2 separate regions of the Gossypium hirsutum genome follow, and region 1 is linked to region 2. Evidence: chromatin contacts called from public Hi-C data. All regions are on one chromosome and are shown on one strand. Each heading gives the region's core, a stretch centred on a gene start, on an enhancer-like site or on the middle of the called end of the contact. The rest is flanking DNA. Distances are from core to core; before and after follow the strand shown. Region 1 holds the start of LOC107957027 (transcription factor TCP20). Region 2 holds the start of LOC107942705 (glutaredoxin-C1).

Evidence for each region. Hi-C and Micro-C count contacts between places; a contact is called where the count stands out from the background.
Region 1: a contact with region 2 is called in a Hi-C map of leaf, with 2.5 times the contacts expected there. The contact joins the promoter of LOC107957027 here to the promoter of LOC107942705 in region 2. A contact is called at or near these places in 3 of 34 Hi-C or Micro-C datasets (hypocotyl, leaf and petal).

Annotation. Positions count from the first base shown.
Region 1 is chrA05:83,270,047-83,273,817 of Gossypium_hirsutum_v2.1, reverse strand. LOC107957027 (transcription factor TCP20) reads left to right here and starts at 2,197. Exons shown (of 2, transcript XM_016892451.2): 1 at 2,197-3,669. The coding sequence starts at 2,544. The coding sequence ends at 3,446.
Region 2 is chrA05:82,947,532-82,950,864 of Gossypium_hirsutum_v2.1, reverse strand. LOC107942705 (glutaredoxin-C1) reads right to left here and starts at 1,599. Exons shown (of 1, transcript XM_016876426.2): 1 at 692-1,599. The coding sequence starts at 1,369. The coding sequence ends at 992.

The sequences.
Region 1 (3,771 bases), core at 948-3,447, 320 kb before region 2:
AAGATAAGTTACAAATCAATCTACAATTGTTATAGGATGATGAAACCACTCACTTATAATCAAAATAGGTTTTCAAATATTGAGTTATGGCATGAGGTAATAGGCCATGTACATTTCAAAGGATTACAAAGATTGATAATATATAATCTTTTTAAAGGACTACCAAAGTTAGAGGGAGTAATTCCAAATATGTGTGGTGAGTGCTTAAAGAGGAAGTAATAGTGTGAGTCACTTCCCAATTATAATTGATTCAAACAATTGAACCTTTAAAGCTTCTATAAATGAATTTGATAGGGTCAATGAAGATTTAAAGCTTAGGATGTAAAAGATATGTTCTTGTAAGTGTAGATGACTATTCCATGTTTACATAGGTAAGATTCTTGTGTGAAAAGTTCAACACATCTGATGCCTTCAAGAAACTGTGTAAAAAAGCTGAGAATGAAAATTGTTATCTTATTGGGAAAATTGTTAGGATGCATGACCAAGTAGAGGAATTTGAGAATGAATAATTCTCATATATTTTTGACAATACGACATTCAACATGAGTTTTTTGGTCCAAAAACTCCATAACAGAACGAGATTATTAAGAGTAACAATAGGACAATTTAGGATATTGCTCGTGTTATGCTAAGTGCCATGGGAATTTCTCACAGGTTTTAGGTAGAAGCTATTGATATAACTTACCATATGATTAATAGTCTTGTAGAGGCCAAAGACTAAAATGACACCTTATGAGATGTGTAGAGGAGGGAAGTTAGTAATTGGTACTTCCATGTGTTTGGGAGTGTCTAATACATTCAATAAACTTTATAACTATATGATAATAACATATCAATAAATGATTTATAGAAGTAGTAATACTAATAGTAGCTAAAAAATAGTAGAAAAGATGTTATAATAGTACATTATTGACAGTATATGAATAAATTATTTTTTATATTATCAAAGTGAAATTATACTTCAAGCTTTATAATATAAAAAATAATAAGTTAATTTACTAAGTTATACATTTTAGATTTAAATTTTTCTTAATATGCTAAGTCATAATTAATTCTCAACTAATATATAGTATAGAAGTAAATAATAATATTTTATAACAAATTAATTACATAATTATAAAATCAATAAGTGGTTGGAAGAAGTGGACTAAATTCGAATTTTGGAGTCGATATCCTTGAGAAGGCTTTACTTGAATATCACTTTGCCCGATCAAGATTAATCTCACTGTAAAATAAATCAAAACACATGTAGTTATACCAAAAAAAATCATAATCATTATTTTGATTGAAATATAATATTTATTTCTTTAAAAATATAATATTTATATTTTAAATAATTCAAGTTTAAATTGTTATAGAAAAATTAAAATAAAAAAAAATATTACATTCCTTTTTATTGATATTATTATATTGATTTATATTTTAAAATTCATATTAATAATAAATACATAGATAATTAGTTTTAACCATGTAAACGTGATATCATTAAATCATTATTTATTTTATTTATTTTATAATACCACATAGATATTATTAAAATTAATTATCCATATTATATAAAAATTATTTAATATACTATTGAGTTTTAAAACTTCACAAATAGGTGCAGAGGCGAATCTCGGGGCTGGCATAGGTCCCGTCCTCTTAAAATAAAAAATTATTATTTAGGCCTTCTAATTTTTTTAAAAAATTTTAAATTAATAAAGGTAAAATTACACTTTTACTCTCTAAAATTATAAAAATTCGATTTAATTTTTTAAAAATTATAAATATATAGACTATAAAAAATTAAAATTATTTTGCCCCTAAAAAATTGTTCTAGCTTCGTTACTAAACAAGTGATTGACAAGTATCGTGTAAAAATATAATGAAACATTCAAAAATAAATATTTTAAAAAATAAATATAAAATTTTAAAATTATTTATAAAATAAATAAAAATTTACCCTTATTATATTGCTTTTATTATAATGTAGGGTGAAGGTGTGATGAAGAGAAATGGAAGAAATCCATCAATCTATGGATATTACATATGGTTATATGGGGATGCGTGAATATCTTATTTATAATTTTGAAATTGTAATTTATAATAATAATTATTGTAAATGATATATTCTGTGCGAATTAGTGTCTTCAGGTGAAAATGGCAGTTCAAGTAGCTATCATATCAGAAATGTTAGTCAAAAGCCCCCTTCACTGCAGTGAGAAAAAGGGGAAGTGACGAAGAAAGGAAAGGCTCATGCATTCATACATGAGCCATGGAGAGAGAAAAGAAAGAAAAATGACATCTTGTGAAAACCAAGAATAAAAATTTTGACATTTCGGGAGTGTGGGCTTTGGGATTTCAATATTATAATTATCATAGTTTGTCTTCACATTCCTTGTCAGAGAACAGTGAAAAGTCATCAAAGTCTAGGACTTTTCAGGTCACCTTCTTCAATCAAAGAGGACTCCTCTTTATATATATATATATATATATATATTTTTTTTTTTTTTTGTTCTTTTAATTTGCCCCCACACCCCCCACCCATTTTTTACCTGTTTATGGATCCCAAGGGCGCCAAGCAGCCTCCAGAGGAAGTAGCCAACTTGTTGAGCCTGCCACCCCAACCCCAACAGCAACGGCCTCAAAACATGGGAGAGAATAAAGAAGCAGAAATCAAGGATTTCCAGATTGTGGTTGCAGATAAAGGAGAAGGGAAGAAGCAACAGTTGGCCCCAAAGAGAAGTTCTAACAAAGACAGGCACACCAAAGTTGAAGGAAGAGGTAGAAGGATAAGGATGCCTGCTTTATGTGCTGCTAGAATCTTTCAGTTGACCAGGGAATTGGGTCACAAGTCTGATGGGGAAACAATACAGTGGCTGTTACAACAAGCTGAACCATCAATAATTGCCGCCACTGGGAGCGGAACAATTCCAGCATCAGCTTTGGCTGCAGCTTGGGGCTCAGTTTCACAGCCAGGGGCCTCTCTATCAGCAGGGTTGCACCAAAAGATGGAAGATTTAGGGGGGTCCAGTATAGGATCAGGGAGCAGTAGGACCAGTTGGACAATGGTTGGTGGCAATTTGGGAAGACCCCATCATGTGGCGACCGGGTTATGGCCACCAGTCAGTGGTTTTGGGTTTCAGTCATCATCTGGTCCGTCTACAACAAATTTTGGCAGTGATAGTTCCAATTATCTGCAAAAGCTTGGGTTTCCAGGTTTTGACTTGCCAGCTAGTAACATGGGTCAGATAAGTTTCACCTCAATCTTGGGCGGAGCTAATCAGCAGCTCCCGGGTTTGGAACTTGGGTTATCTCAAGATGGTCATATTGGGGTCTTAAATCCTCATGCTTTGGACCAGATTTATCAGCAGATGGAGCAAGCTCGGATGCAACCCCAACATCAGCATCAGCACCAGCAACAAACCCCTGCTAAGGATGACTCCCAAGGATCGGGCCAGTAAAGTTTTAAACTTTGAGAGCAAGATGAAAAAGAGTAGGATTCCTGAGACACAGGATGGCTTTGTTTTTTCTTGTAATGGTTCAGTATTGTATAATGGGGAAAACCAAAAAAAAAAAATAACAAGTGTGAGAGAAATGGATACTTTTCCTCTCAGAAATCTATGGGGAATAGATTGAGTGGCTTCTTTCTTTCTGCACTGCTTCACCCAAGTTTCCATTACAGAGGTTGTTTCTCTTGATTCATGCCTTCTGTTGAACTTGCATCCTCCGAATTCTTCAGAGAAGTACTAATTCTTTTGTGCTAAACTATTTTACTGTGGAGTGTGC
Region 2 (3,333 bases), core at 350-2,849:
CAATGTATGACTGTCCCTTTCTACCTTATCATCCTATGTCCTATATATATGAGAAACATTCAACCACTTGGGTCCAAAATACCATAACTTTTGCACTATCCAGAAGCTCACTGGAACTGCAAGTTAGTCTTGGAAATTCCAAGTAGATTAGACTGAATAAGTAAATATTTATGGGAAAAAGAATCAAATCATGAATCTCACACCCATAACAAGAAGAATAATTATATGCCTTTATATTTATGCTAAGAGAGCCCAATGCCCATGGCCATGGCGATGGAAAGGTTCCTCGGCCACTCCCAACGCCCACCCACCTCCCAAAAGTCAAAACTTCCAATAGCTCCTCGTTCCTATCCATTTCCCCAGCACCATATTCATAAGATTCCATCTCTAGCAACTCACCGGCCTCTCTCTCTCGAATACATATTAATCTTTCCAACCCCACAAAATCATACACGTCATCATAATCCACTCTCACCACACGTGTTAATCCCAATAAGAAATCAATGGTTGTACGGACATTGACCCCTCTTCCTTCCTAGCTAGTCACTAATCGTCAAATCCTTTAGTTTTACTGTTTTTATGGCTGTTCAGGAACTGAGTTCTTGTCTAAGCCCCTCCAATTTCATTGTTTGGTGAAAAAAAAAAAGCAAACTAAAGAAACAAACAAAATAAAAAATGAAGTGGGAACTCATTGAAAATAACTATTTTAATTTGTTTCCTTTGTACAGAGGAGGGAACCATCAGCCATTACATTTCACACTTGAGATCAAAGACTAGTTAAAACTTGAAACAAAGGGCACACCAAAAAGACCCACTTGTGAGTAAAACACCAATAAGAAGGAAAAAAAAAGAAGGAAAAGCTTGAGAGACTAAAGACATATCAGCTACTGCTGTATTCCAAAATGGAGTAGACTCCAAAACTATCACTCCTCTTCCTCTGCCATGCTTTTCTCTATCAGTTTTTTTTTTTAATGAGGAATGCCAAAGATGATCAAAGCCAGAGAGCACCAGCTTGTTTGAGAAGAGGAACAAGAGTGCCGTTGATATGAGAAGCCATGACTCTATCCATTGTACCCACAAGTTTCCCACCAATGAACACAACAGGAACAGCAGGAGAGCTTCCAAGCAACCTCATCAAAGCTTTCTCCATGTCTTTCCCTCGAGGGTCTTGATCCAGCTCATACACAGTTGGGTTTACTCCCATCCCACAAAACAGCCTCTTAATGGCATGGCACATGCAACAACTGCTAATACTAAATACAACCACCGCATTCTCCGAAGCCAACCTCTCTATCCTCTCCAATGGATCCCCAACTGTAGTCCTGGTGGTCGGCACGTAAGAACCCCATGAACCTGTCTGGCAATGCATTTTTTTTAGTAAATGCTAATAAGGTGACTGCTTCTGCTGCAAGAAATTAATAGAGGGGGGAAAAAAGAAAGAAGATTTGGGATTTTGGCTGAGGTCAGTGAGTGAGATCAAATGGTGAAGCTTGCCGCTGGTGAGAAACGAGGAAGGTTTTAGTTGGTATTTATAGAGAAGGGAATGCAAAATATGGGCAAGTTTTTTTGGGGAATCATCAATGTTTTATTGTTATTTTAATGTGAATATAAAGGAAAGTAAACAAAGTTGGTCTCTTGAGTCTTTTGCAGTCCTCACTCCAGTCCAGTTCAATATTTGGAGAGAGAGATGGCAGTAAAAAGAGCTATTTATGTTGTCCTTTTCCTTAAAAAAAAAGAAAGGTCTTTTCATGGGTTTAAGCAATAATAACGAGTTATATATATCATCTGAGTTGTGTGAACTAATTGAGAAGTTTTGCTTTCATTTAGAAATTCAACTAAATAATTACGAGGGTGTGAGACTAAAAAAAGTTATCATTAATTTTCATCTAATTGACTACATGATATATGTCAACTCATATTCTTAGTTGATCACTGATGATTGCGATGGATATTTTAGTTTCCAACTTTTATATATATAATCATGAGGTAATCTTTTCATCAAAAAATTATTCTTTGTTAATATGTTAATGTTTTTTTTAATGAATTTTATTCTCTTTCAATCTTTTTTTTTTGTATATGTACCTACTTATCCTTTAATTATATATTACGTTAGTTTATTTTTTTTATTAATTAATATGATGATCTAGTGGTGAGGTCGAATATGAACATTCTCAAGCGCTCTGATTCTATAACTGGTGTGGGGCGGTTTCTTCCTTTCTAGAGGGAAAAAAATAAACAGAAGAGAATTAGAATATTGCAAATATTTGTTACATATGGGACACATAATTTATATTATCTGTTTAGCATCTTAGATTATATATTTAGCTTCCAATAAGGAAGAATTTGATCTTTATTCCTTTTAGACTTGACTTTCTAGGCTTTTCAATAAAATTAATATCATGAATAATTATTTCTATCAAATAATAATTTTATTTATTTAATAGGGTAGACTGGAATTATAAAAACTTATTTGAAAAGGTAAATATAAAAAGAGTGAAACATGATAGTCATAAATAACTTACCAATCACTCTTTGTCAACCACGATTGGGTTTGTCTAGATTTTATCCCTCCTAAATTATTTGATAAATTTAATATCTTTTCTCCACAAGTACGGAAGCACATGCAATGTTGCTTCCATGGCTCACATGCAGCACGCACGCATGCCTTGGACTATACATGCAGCCTTGTCTAACATTTATGCAACAATACCTGCATTTTTATTTATTTATTTTATTTTTCATGATTATGAAGTTAACTAAAATTAAAGTGGTGAAAACAAAAGGAAGCACAATGAGATGCTGAGGGTTTAAAAAAGGTTTGGGTGGGAAGCCAATGGGGCATGGCATGGGTTTTGGTATTTGCAAGCTAAGGAGTGTGTTAATGTTGTTGGTGAGAATAATAAATTAAAAGAAAACGGTATTCTTGGATTGTGCTTGTCGACTTCTTTTTCAACCTCCTACACCTTTCTTTTTGTGGATTTTGCCAATGAATAAATTATTTAAATCGTATTAACCAATATTATTCCTACTCATAAACAATATTGATATATCTTTATTTATAAACCCCAAAGAAAGCTATAGAGATTATTGTGTTATGTTAATTTGTATCTTTCTTTTTTATTTTCAAAAAAGAGGGGGATGCATGGTGGTGAATCAAAAACTAATATGTACTGCTATGATCTGATAGAGATGATTTGATGAGTCAACTTTGAAGCTTTTGGAAATGAAAAAAAAGGCATGCATGCTTTAGATTTTTGAAGTATGTGGATGGATGTACCTCGAGTGAATATGTAGATATAGTCTAAAGTCTTAAAAAAGATTGAAAGATTGAAA